Regions from separate parts of the Zea mays genome. Here region 1 is linked to region 2. A link is a contact called in public Hi-C data. All regions are on one chromosome and are shown on one strand. The core of a region is the stretch at or near the end of the contact, and the rest is flanking DNA. Distances in the headings are between cores, read along the strand shown.

Region 1 (6,877 bases), core at 2,193-4,692, 140 kb before region 2:
TTCTTAGAGAAGGTTGGCTGCGCGGGACCGAGGACGGGACAGGCGCTCTCTTGGGGCCGCTCGCTTCCCTCACCCGCGTGGACGCTTGTAACCCCCCTACTGCAAGCGCACCTGACCTGGGCGCGGGACGAACACGAAGGCCGCGGGACTTCCACCTCTCTCACGCTCGACTCCGGCCTCCTCGCCTCTCCCCCCTTCGCGCTCGCCCACGCGCTCGACCCATCTGGGCTGGGGCACGCAGCACACTCACTCGTCGGCTTAGGGACCCCCCCTGTCTCGAAACGCCGACACCTAGTTTATAAAATAAAATGGTTCAAATGTGACAATGCGCCGTGTGAGTTTGCGATTACCGCCAACCGGTCGGCCGATGCAAGTTCAATGGACCAATGGACAGCGCACACTGGTCGGATGCCGTCGCCTTGCTCTGACTGGCGCCTTTCGTAATTTCCTGGCGTGATGTCACCACCAATTATAGATAGCCAACCTGGCTGCACGACACGACCCTGACACTAGCACGACCAGGCACATCTAGGCATGGCAAAAGATTCGTGTCGTGCCTGTTAGTGCCTGTATGCTGGACCACCGGCATAGGCACGACACTATCAGTGCCAAGGCCAACCATGCCGTGCCACCAGACATGGTGGCATGTTAGTGCTAGTGCCAGCACGAGCACTAAGTCTGAAAACACACTTTCTAGCATCAAACAGATAAGAAATACAACTTCAAACTGCTATGTTTATTAAAACATTTTTATTATGAGCTGTAGTGCAATGGCTGCCTCGTTAAAAACCTGTCTAGGTAAAACTCACCCTTGTGAGAAACCTTAGACAGGAAAAAAGAGTACAACCCAACTCATTAAAAAGTTCACTGTCCTTACAATAAACAAAGTTCAGGTGCATAATATTACAGTCCCATTGCACAAATGGTCACAAAGAGACTAATCAAGATAAACATTTTCAAATGTTTCTTCAAGCTCTTTGTCATCCACCATGTGTTGCATCCTTGCTTCAGCATCCTCCCAATTTTTAATGCATGTCAACATCTCAACCACATCAGACTTCAACCTCCTCCTCCGCTCGTCGATGATCCTGCCAGTTAAACTAAAAGTGGATTCTAAAGAGATGGTAGACACAGGAACAATTAAAATATCTTTAACCATAATTGACAGTACTGGATAAGTGAGTTTGTGCTGATGCCACCAGTGCAAGATGTTGAAATCATTAGTTAACTGGTTTACAGTGTCACAATCTAAGTAAGAAACGAGTTCAGAAGCATTAGAAGCTGAAGAGTTTGCAGCATGCAACAGAGTAGTTCAGAGGTATCTCTAGCAATGTTTAGAGTAGAAGCAAAAGAATGCATACCAACATAATCACCCACATCATCAGCATCATCATAAATTTCATCCCAAGCAGACCTTTTCTTACCAGACAAGTTAGGAGGGACAACCCTTGTCAATCTAACAGATCCATATTTCTCTTCATACTTATTATAAACATCAGTAAGCCTAGCTCTAGCGGTAACCTCATAAGCAGCATAATCTGTACTAGTCAGGTTCATCAACCTTCTAAGCACTCTACTGAAACCTTTCATTTTAGCTCTAGGGTCCAAGAAGAAGTAAGAGTCTCAACAAGCTTAGCCTTTTTGTCAGTGAAGTATTCAACAGGCTTAGACTCTTACTACAACAGGAATACAAGATTAGGGTTAGGGTTACATAATCAAAGAGGTTAGGGTTAGGGTTACCAAATAAGCCGGAGCACCGGGATCTCCGCAGGCGGCGTCGACCGGTCGACCGTCGACGAACAACCGGTCCGACCACCCGATTCCTCGACGAGTTTGAATCCGGAGCACCGTAGCAGCCGACGGCGTATGAGCTCGAGGGAGACGACGAGATAGACGAGGATGATGTTGTGCCGTGTGCCAGTGCCGGCCAGTGGCCACCAGTTGGTGTAGATGACACCGGAGGGGGAGAAGAAGATAGGAGAGTGAGGAGAGGGAGACCAGAGCTAGGGTTACGGATAGGAGTTACCCGGTTCCACAAACACGCAAATCCGTTGAGGTCTTGAGGATGGGGCGGGGGAGAGGATCTCCGACGATAGATCTAAGCGGAGGCGAAGACGAGAGAGAGGAGAGGTAGACCGGAGCGGAGAGAGGACAGATCTGAGCGGAGGCGGAGGGACCGAGGGAGGAGTTCGCGGCTTCGCGATGCGAGAGGAAGAGTTGTCCACGGACAAACGAGGCGTTTAGGGTTTAGTTTAGCGCACGGGTGCGACTTTGGGATATGGGGGCATATGGCGCTTGGCTGGCTGGGCCTAGCACCTGCGCCGTGCCACTGCCGTGCTAGCCCAGTTAACCGTGTTGGGACTGGGTCGATACTATGGGCCGAGCTGGTGGCCCAGACACGCCCAGGCACGACACTGTGTACGGACCGGGCTCGACACTACATGGACCGGGCCGAGCCGTGCTTTTTAGTGGCGTGCACGGTTCGGCCCACCGTGTTAGTGCCATATAACTAGGGATGAAAACGGTTTCGGAATTTTTCGGTATTCCAGAAACTGATTTCGAAATTTTTCGATCGGATTCATCAGTAACAGTATTTTTCGAAAACAGAATCGGTTTTCAGAATTTTCTATCAGAATCGGTGTGGTGTTTTACCGATTGTTTCCTTCGGTTATCGGTTTTTGTCGGAAATTACCGGATTTGTGTCTCGGAATTTTCCGAAATTGTGTCTCGGATTTTTTTTTGGAAATTTCCAGCATGTGATTTTTCGTATCGCCTGTACGTCTTTAGACAAGGATTACTTATTTTGTATTTTTTGGACGCCTTAATCTTTTTTTGGGATAGATGGTGTTGGAAGGCAATTCAGATTAACGATTTGGTCTTTTCTACACACTAGGTTTTAGGGTTTTCCTGTGAGGTTGTGAAAAACTCTTTATGTGAGGAAAAAAATATTTTATAAGTAAGTATGCCATGTCAGCTAGATCGAGTGGATATTGTGAATTGTGAACTTTGAGTCTGTGAACTTGTGATCTTTATGAACTTGTTATATTGTGAACTTGTGATCTTTGTAAACTTTTTATATTATAAATTTGTGATCCTTGTGAACTTGTTATATTGTGAAAACTTGTTATATCATGAATTGTGAACTTGTGGTCTTTGTGATCTTTTGTCAACTTTGTTGAATTATGAAGTTTAATATGTTTACCAATCGTATTTTAGATTTCGACTGTTATCGGTGTATTTTCTGCAATAAACTTTTGTTTCCGATGTTTCTGAAATACTGATATCGTTTCCGTTTTTGGAGTTACCGTTTTCGATTTTATTTTCGATAAAAAATATAAAAACGGTAACGGTTTTAGTGTTTACCGACCGTTTCCATCCCTACATATGACCATCTATACCACCAATGGCAAAAATCTCCTATCCATCTCTCATTCCCTCCCACGCGGCCACACGCCGACACCCAATGCCGCCCACTACAGCCCCGGCCGCTGCCGCGGCGCTCCCATCACCTTCTCACCGCAGGCTCCCCGCCGCGAAATCCGTCTGGCTGAACCCCAACCTCCCCTCTTCTCACCCCCTCCACCAGCGCCACAAGTCCGCCGCCGAGCTCCAACAACGGCAGCACGATGACCGTACGATCGACGTCCCGGCCCTCGTCACCGCGCTCTCGGCCGCGCGGACGGCTCCCGACCTGGCAGCCGTGCTCGCCACGCACCGACCCGTCTCCGCGCGCCTCCTCGGTGCGCTCCTCTCCCGCCTCCCCGACCCCCGCCGCGGCGTCGCGCTGCTCGACCTCCTCGCGCCGGACCTCCCCGCCCCCACGCTCCTCATCCCATATAACCTACTGCTCCGCTCTGCTTGCCGCGCTGGCGAGCTCCGCCTCGCCTCCGGCCTCCTCCTCGAGATGCGGGAGAGGGGCGTGACCCCCGACGCGTTCTCGTACTCCACCCTCCTCGCCGCGCTCACCCGTGCGGGCCACCTCGACCACGCGCTCACCTTCCTGCCGCTCATGGAGGATGACGCCGTGGCTCCGGACCTGATCCTCTTCTCCAACCTCATTCACCTCGCCCTCCGCGGTGGCGACGCGCCCAAGGCGCTGGCGCTGTTCTCCCGGCTGCGTGCCGCGGGGATCAGGCCCGACCTCAAGGCATACAACGCGGCCGTCGCCGCCTACTGCAAGTCCGACCTTCTCCGCGACGCCAAGCGGATGCTGCTCCACGACATGCCGGCCGACGGCGTCGCGCCCGACGCGGAGACATACTCCCCCATCCTCGCGGCGCTGGCGCGAAGGGGGCGGCACCTCGCGGCCGTGTCGCTGTTCTCGCACATGCGCGCCGTGGCGCGCGTCAAGCCGGACATCTCGGTGTTCAACATCATCCTCAACGCGTACGGGCAGCTGGACCTCGCGCGCGAGGCGGACCGGCTGTTCTGGTCCATGCGCCGGGCAGGCGTGCCGCCAAGCGTGGTGACCTACAACACCATGCTCCGTGTGTACGGCGATGCAGGGCTGTTCGGCGAGGCAGTTCACCTGTTTGACCTCATGCGCAGCACTTCAGATGGCAACGGTGGCGCTGGTAGCAGCGTCAAACCGAATGTGGTGACGTACAACACCATGATTACCATCTACGGCAAGTCGCTGGAGGACGAGAAAGCTGGAAGGTTGGTGCAGGAGATGCAGGCCATTGGCGTCCAGCCTGATGCCATCACTTACTCCACTATCTTGTCCATATGGGTGAAGGCCGGGAAGCTCGACCGCGCTGCCAGGCTGTTTGAGAAGCTGAGGGAAGCTGGCACGGAGATCGACCCAGTGCTGTACCAGACAATGGTAGTGGCCTATGAGCGTGCCGGGCTTGTCTCACAGGCCAAGCGTTTGTTGCGCGATCTGAAAGACCCGGAGGGCATCCCCAAGGAGACAGCCATTAAAATCTTGGCCAGTGCCGGTCGTCTGGAAGAGGCCGCATGGCTGTTCCGTCGTGCGGTCAACACCGGTGAGATCAAGGACTCATCGGTGCACAGAGCAATGATGGACTTGTACGCGAAGAACCGGAGGCACCGTAATGTGATCGAGGTGTTCGATGAAATGAGGAAGTTGGGCCAGTTGCCAGACTCAGAGATCATTGCCACCGCGATGAATGCTTATGGCAAGCTGAAGGAGTTCGACAAGGCCGCGGCGCTGTACCAGGCAATGAGGGAGGCAGGTTGTGTGTTCTCAGACCGGGTGCACTTTCAGATGATTAGCCTCCTTGGCGCTCAGAAGGACTTCAAGGCGCTCGAAGTGCTGGTTGGCGAGCTAAGCCATGACCCAAGCATCGACAAGAGGGAGCTTTATCTTGTGGCTGCAGGCGTTTATGAGAGAGCGTACAAGTTTGATAAGGCATCCCAGATTATAAGCCAGATAAGAAGCTCCAACGAATTCGATGTCCAGAAACTCAGATAAAAGGCTCCATGTTCCAGTAACTTATTCGGCGAATGGGCGACAATGTTTCAGATAAAATAACAAAAGTCACTGACTTAAGGTTGTTGCGATTGGCGAGTAAGATTCAAACATGTTATCTGTGCTGATAAGTGTGCTTACTGCTAATATTAATGATTACCTACCGGATGGTTACATTAATTGCGCCATTTTACCGGTAAGGCAGGACATTAGTCCTCAAGGTTTAAACTTGACATTGATGGGCCACGAACTATTCATTAGACTATCTTAACTGTCAACAATCGAGTTTTACAGCAGATGGTGATATACAACAGTTACTAATTGATATAAAATGCTCCACTACACAGATACAAATCTGACATTATGCTAGATTACAATTTCCGTATCTTTGGATGTGACAACTCCATATAAACAGTGACTCGGTTTTATCAAGAACCCTAAATGAATATTGATAATAATATACAAGTGCTCTCCCTTAAGGGGCTTATAGCATAATAGGCACAGCCTTCATCAAAACAAGGGCAGCAAAACTTACACAGACTGATTAGTTTGGGGGATCCCATGCTTTTGGAACCATTCTGGCATATGAAACCTTTCATGCAATACAGGTCTGACATCTTTCTGGAGAGAAAGATGCTTCAGGAGTGGAAATATAACCATCATGAGCTGAAACGTTTAATCAAGAAAACATCAGTGCAATTTTTGAGGGTACAAGTTCAGGCCCACAGAATGACTTGTGCTCAACGTCATTTACCTGGTCATCAGAATGTTGTCCAGCTGAAAATGGAACACAAGGTATTCCATTCAAAGGCTGAAGAATGAAACTGAACGGATTGTTGTCGACAATGACAATCCTGCCGAAATCTTTTGACACGCAAGAAAGATCTTTCACATGTTCTCTGTATTCCCTGCAATCATGCAGCCCATTGATATCAGACAAGGATTGTTCAGGGCATTGAAACAGTTAGGCAGGAAGAGAAAAACATCAAGAAACGAGTGTATTATGACTGAATAACTCAGCACAAACATGCATGCTAAAGGAAGCATTCATAGTTGTACACAATCAACAAATGGTAGATCAAGACACCAGATAAAAATGCACATTGAATATATTGTAGAAGTTCTGGAGTGCATATACTTAAAGAAGATAAAATGAACGCTAAAATCTAAACACTACTAGCATTTCATGTGTACAATATGAACATCATTATTGATTGCTGTGAAAAAGCATTGGCCGTGATCTGCTTTTTTGCCACTTACAGAGATACTGGAATGCTAACAAAGTTTACAGACGTCCCAAATGAGGTAACAGTTCTCATCTCAACACAAGAATATGAAGCAACAACACAGTGGTGGTATAACATGATTTGTATAGAGAGGGTAATGTAACTTACGTGGTAACAGTTGATGGGCGATAGAGACGAAGTCTGAATCTATTGTGAA
Region 2 (6,096 bases), core at 3,484-5,983:
GGCTCGTTCTGAACGTCGAGCCGGCCCGAGTCAAGCCGAGCTGTTGCGAGCCCGAGCCAGCTCATCGAGCTCGATCTTTTTTTTCCAGCCCTACTTCAGAGCCTGTCTCTGCGAGCACAACTGCACAAGTGAAGTTCTGAGGCCTGTCTCTGGGAACACTTGCGGAGCAACAGGACGAGCAAAACCAGTCTGAAACTGTGAACTCGGGGGGAAACTCTATTAGTAGCAAGCTGGGGGTGCGGGGGTGTGGGCTGGGGTCCTGTGGCCTGCAAGCGCTGACCAATGGCCAATGCATCCACTGATTAAAGTGAACATCTGGGCCATCCATCCGGGTCTACTGCTGGACAAGGCACTATGAGTGGACCTCTTGGTGCTGCTAGGCTAGGGCAATCAGGCCTCGGTCACTAGTGGTGGAGCAAATGGAACACGCCTTCGTTATTGGTCGGGACATACAGTGAGGCTCTGATTGGAAACACAGTTTTTTAAAACTGTAGTTTTTCAAATAATATAGTATACTTTAGTCATAGCATTACTGCAGTTCACATTACTTTAGTTTTGGAATACTACAATATCCAATACATCAGAATATTTGGAAAAACTTTAGTTCAGACTAATCGGTCAGAACGGGACCAAGCGTCGCTCTTTTTACAGAGAAAAACTTTGGTTGAGACCAAAGTTTCCAAAACTGCAAAACAAGTGCAGTATTAACAATACTACAGTTTAGTATATAGAGATTTTAGATGAGTTTCTAAATACCTCAAAGTATATAATACTACAATATTGCTTAATACGTCTGTTGAGTCAATACTGTAGAAAAACTTTGTTCCCGCACCCTGAAATCTATTCACATTGCACCTCAAGTCCTTAGCAAAGTTAAAATCAAATACTATCATATCAGTACATTTAAAGCCAACCAACCACACATACATTTAGCATCACGCATTGTCTGTAAACACAGTTAGAACTGTCTCAAAATCAACCCGGACAGATCATACGATGACACGAACAAAGCAACCTAACTCAGATAATACATCACGGTGTTAAAAGAGCACGAAACCTAACAATCACATAAGGCCTGGTCACTGGTCAGGCAGCAGGGGCATCCTTGAGCGTCGCAGGATCGACCTTCGGAGGGTCGGAATGGCGCCTCACTCTTTCCCTGGGCTTCTCTGTCGGCACAACGCTTGGCTTCTCGACGACGGGGAACGACAGGCGCTTCTTGACAACGGAGTGGGCCAGAGGCGCTCTCTCAGGAACCTCAAGCTTCTCAGTCAGTAGTAGACTGCGGTACCGAGACTTGGCCCGTGCAGACTCGGTCGACTGCATGTAGCTGGGGAGAGGTGGTGTGCTGGTCAGGCTGGTATCGTCCCGGACCGAGCCTCCACCCGTGCTCTGCCTCCTTGGGCGCTCGGAGCGGATGCTCGTGATGCTCCTCAGGTCATCCTCCTTGTACAGCCAACTGTTCCTTGGACTTGCCGGCCTGGCCTTTCCTGAGGCTGACGGGGTCTTCGATGGCGGGGTTGAAAGTGACTGCCGGCTTGGTGGGCGGCTCGACTTGTTTGGTGTTGCTGGTCTCTGAATCGAGATGGCACGGGATACAGGTACTCGAACAGCACTGGTGCTCGCATTCTTTGTCACAGCACGTTCTTTAGGGTCCTTGTCCGATGCCGCCGCCAACCGACTCTCCCATGGTCTTGCTGTCATCCAGCGCTCCATCCAGCTCCAGCCCCAGTTGGGGTTCCCAGGTTCCGTAAAAGTAGGGGTTATAGTTCGACCAGAATTCCTCCACTGCGTGAGGGGGGAAAAGAATGGCGAAAGAATGAAACAGAGATACATGTATAGCAGAATAATTCGATGTAACAACAGAAGTTGGGACCAAGAAAAATAATATATGAACTCCACAGAAACAGAAGGGACAGCTTGCCTGGTGAGAAAATGCATATGCAAGTGCTCTCTCTCGCCTCAGTGCAGCTTCCTGTTTCATCATTAGGTTGGCCTCAATTTGCTCTTTGGATTGATGGCTGTGATCCCAATCTTCATCAATCTGATAAGAAAAATAAGTGTAAGAAATCTCTTATGTCAGGACCGTCCTATTCTATAGTTGCAACATCAGTACCCAAAAAAAAAACTACTTGGGTGCAACATTATTATATTTTAAATCATGATATAAAACATATATTCCTTAGATATCAATGTAGCTTAGTAGTGATAGAAAAACATTAATTTTCCCTAGATATCATGTAGCTTAGACTCTTGCTTGCATCAAAATGGTGTGCTCACCTTCATTTTCTCAAGTTCCCTTTGATGTTTCAATTGGAGTTGTCTTTGAAGAGCCTGTTTCTCCTCCTCCAACTTCACCCTTCTAGAGTAGATTTGAGTTTGAACTCTTGTCATTGCTTGTGTGCATTGCAAGGTGTGAGCGGTTTGGCGTTTGACAGCATTTCCATCAACAAGCGACTTCAATCTAACTAGCCCTCTTAGTGCACGCAATGCTCTCCTTGCCTAAAAAAATTAAAATTCGTTTTTTGCAGATTTAGCAAGCAATTAATATCGCATAGAAATATGCATATATATAAATATAGGTCAGTGAATCCAATCAGTGGAAGTATTCTCAATAGATCATGTTCAGTGTTTTTTAGATATAACATTAGCATCACCATCTCTTTTAAGTGGCACAATATTTGAAATATCAGACAAATATAAGTTTGAAAACGACAAGCAAGTGCAATCTTGACTGTATTCTAAAACGAACAGATTATAGAGATACACAATGATGAATTAGACAGCAACGCTTTACCAACCAAATCAGATGTCTTACAAAATATTAACCAAAAGGAAGCTTGCGTCATTGCGTGCATGGTCTCAGGTGCTAACAAGTTCAAGACAGTGACAAACAGCAGTCAGAGGATCTGAATTTTCTTACTATAGGGCTGTAGTGCACGACATCAACAAGATAACAGATGTGAGTAGTAAATGACCTACAAGTGCAGATGAATTACCAGATAACCCCTGAAGGCAGTCTGAATCTTGGTGGCGGCAAGTTCTTCCCTCGAACTAACAGGCATCTTTGGTGCAGCCGTGGTAACTGCTGTGAGGCGGACAACTTCCGCAGCAGCCTGGGCAGCAACTGCTGCAGCTTCAGCAGCGACAGCAGACGCAAGCGCAACGGAGTAGGCATGCTTGTTCTGCTCACTGTCTGTTTCAACTGGATTGACATCTTTGATCTCCAGAGAGTGGGGCTGAGTTGCTGGTGGTGATGGCAACGGAGCTACTGCTGGAGCAGTGCCTGGCACCGTCGATATGGAAGGCTCCGAGTGCTTGGACTTTCCAAATGGCCATCTCCTCTTGGATTTCGATTTGTCTGCCTTCTGGGCCTTCATAGTAGCCACATGTCACCAAGTGGACTTTTTTTTTTGTTGTGAATAAGGAATTTCGACGTACCTTGGCTTCCTTTCCATCTGGATCGGAGGAGCTGAAGACTTTCTTCACCGCACTAAACCACTTTCCTCTCTTACCCATTCTTTGGGTTCTGCGCCTTCAATGTCTCGCTGAAAGATTGCAAGTACAAGAACAGATCAGAGGTGTGCCAGAATGTCCCCACTAAAAAAAGGCGGTACCCAAATATTTGACCATCAGAATCTAGTATTTGCATCAGCAACTAAAACATGATGTTAAACACGAAAAAAAGGTCAGCAGTACTCTCTCATAATTCATGCATCCAAGAGTAAAAGTTCTAAAAAACAAGAGAGGTTCTACGGACTTCTATCACAAATCGACAACAAGAATAGCTCCCCAGTTCCCACTGCTCAAATGTCGTACAGAAAAAAAGAAAAGAAAATCCCGTCTTCACCACGAATTAGCAGGATTACAAGCATACCAAAGATTGGAGTGGATCGAGTAAAAATAAGCACGAACTAGGTGAAACTGAGCCAGCGCACAAGTCTTCGCCGTAAACGGCAATTTCTTCACAGAAGAAGAAAGGGGCGTTGGCACAGAAACCAAGCTTCGTGTGGCAACTTCTATCCTTGGGCACTCGATCAAGTAAGCGTTCAGCAGGGAACGACTCACCGGAAGGCCGAGACACAAACGGGAAGACTGAGCCTGGCACCTCTTCCACAGTCGCTGCGCAAAACCAGCCAGAAACCCGGACCCCCAGAACAAAACCTCAGGCAAAGCCAACCGTACCGAGAGGAACCGAACACGAACAGCAGGGCGCGCGAAACCCCAAAAGATCCGAATTTACCGCGAGAAAGGCAAGCTTTCACGTCGAAGCGAGTCAAGCACCCACCGAAAAGCCCTGAGCCCCTCACCTTCCCCACCGCACTGAAGGCGGCAAGGACCTAACTCCGGTCGCCCTCGGGAGCCACCGCCCACCGCACGGACATCTAGCACCCTCCTCCGCGGCTTAGTCAGATCAAACACGCGACCGACGCATCCAGGACGAAGAAAAAATAAACCGGGGGCGGAAAGGGAGAAGGAGGTGGGGATAGATAGAAGTGGAAGGGCAAGCAAGCGGCCCAACCTTTTATCTCTCGCTTTCCTCACCCCGTCCAAAGGCTATCTCGACCTCGACCCAGCCGCGCACGCAGAATCGATTCGCCCACCCCAGCCGCCCGGACGGTGACCCCGGCCTGGGTACGTGGCCCCGCCGGCGACGAGCCGTTCCCTTCCGCTTGCCGGCTTGCGGCTGCGCTCCCGATCTCCTTCCTCGTGACGGTCACGCACGCTCCCGGTGCCAGCCGAAAGGCGCTGTCCCTGTTCGCCTCTTATATTGGCAGCGGGGCGGCCCCGCCGAGGGGAGCATGACAGCTGGGGCCCGCCACGCGGCCGCAGACCAGTCGCGGCAGAAGACGTTAGCCGGTTGCGTTGCGACGACTGGTAGAGTACGAGTAGGAGACGTTGGCGTTGGCTCATGGCCTGTGGCCTGTAGGCAGCAGCAGCCTGCAGCCCCGCGGTCCCGCCGCTGGCCAACCGGCTGGTGGCCCACACGTCATGGACGGACGCTGATCTTTCTTCGCGGCGATTGCTGCGGCACCGTGTGTTAGGCAACCGATAGCGGGTAGTACGGAAGTACCCAGCGGCAGCGCCCCTACCGTTCCAACTTGATCCCGTTAAATGCCCGTGTTAAATGGGGGGCATTTACACCTTGGTGACTCCGTCATTAAACGCCCCCAACGGTGGAAAAAGGCCTGGAAAGGCTTCGCTCGGCCGTTTTTTACAGCTTTTATCAGTTGATGGTGCAGTAGCCTGTGAAACGCTGCTGGTCTTTTGCAGTTTTTTTTTGCCTGCCTCTGCCTACCTGCCTGCCATTCTTTTACTCCCACAGGTGGATAGGCCCATGCATGGGGAGGAGCGAGACTTGACTGAGAGAGAGTAGTCGAGTGGAGCCGAGAGCAAAGGCCAAAGCCGATGGAACGGCCACATCAGTACGTATATGATTAGAATAGCGTTGGTGTCAGTGCAACCGAGAGTGGCTGCGACCTGCGATGAGATCCGTTTTCTTGTATGTGTGTGTTTTTTATTCAAAACTACGCGCGCCAGCCTCGCGCGGTTGTCCTTCGTCCTGATGCCTGCCGGATCTTGCCAACTCGGTGGAGGCCACTGGTGGTGGCCACGGCCATCGTTGTTGCCCTCGGTTCCCGGTGGCCAGTGCTCTCGCACGTGCCGAAGGCCAGATTGGGCAGTCGCCCAGCCACCTTTACCGTCACGCATTTTTTTCGCCATTGTACGGGGACGGCGGGTAGTGTAACATGGTGTTAAACATGTTTATACAAATATTATTAATCACTCGTAACTTGAATTTAATTCATGAGTTGTTTGTCATTTGATGTGGATTATGAATGTGCTTGAAAACACTAGAAGTTTATGTTCTTGAATTCTATCCTACTAGGGAGTGGTGTATGTATGCTAAATTATCTTAGAATGAGTTAGACTTGCTTGATCAAGGTTTGTAAACCATTATCACATTTTTAACTGTGTGGTGTGTGTGCTCTAGTATAGGATATGTTGTTAGGATTATTAGATAGGTTATTTTAAGCAAGGTTTTTGTTCGACAATTTGCTTAATTAAACTTCCAACTCTAGTCGACCTAATAGG

The links. A called contact is a pair of places that touch in the nucleus more often than the background predicts.
Region 1: a Hi-C map of endosperm shows a contact between it and region 2, with 2.6 times the contacts expected there. The contact joins the promoter of LOC100191386 here to the promoter of LOC100273111 in region 2. A contact is called at or near these places in 2 of 25 Hi-C or Micro-C datasets (endosperm and tassel).

What each region holds. Positions count from the first base shown.
Region 1 is chr3:187,822,090-187,828,966 of Zm-B73-REFERENCE-NAM-5.0, reverse strand. LOC100191386 reads left to right here and starts at 3,442. Exons shown (of 1, transcript NM_001136820.2): 1 at 3,442-5,711. The coding sequence starts at 3,464. The coding sequence ends at 5,437. It overlaps LOC100216776, which reads right to left. Exons shown (of 7, transcript NM_001143175.1): 4 at 6,829-6,877; 5 at 6,189-6,342; 6 at 5,970-6,100; 7 at 765-1,100. The coding sequence ends at 938.
Region 2 is chr3:187,684,651-187,690,746 of Zm-B73-REFERENCE-NAM-5.0, reverse strand. It overlaps LOC100273111, which reads right to left and starts at 4,733. Exons shown (of 6, transcript NM_001147560.1): 1 at 4,523-4,733; 2 at 3,442-3,548; 3 at 3,000-3,374; 4 at 2,281-2,502; 5 at 1,925-2,044; 6 at 907-1,788. The coding sequence starts at 3,519. The coding sequence ends at 1,087.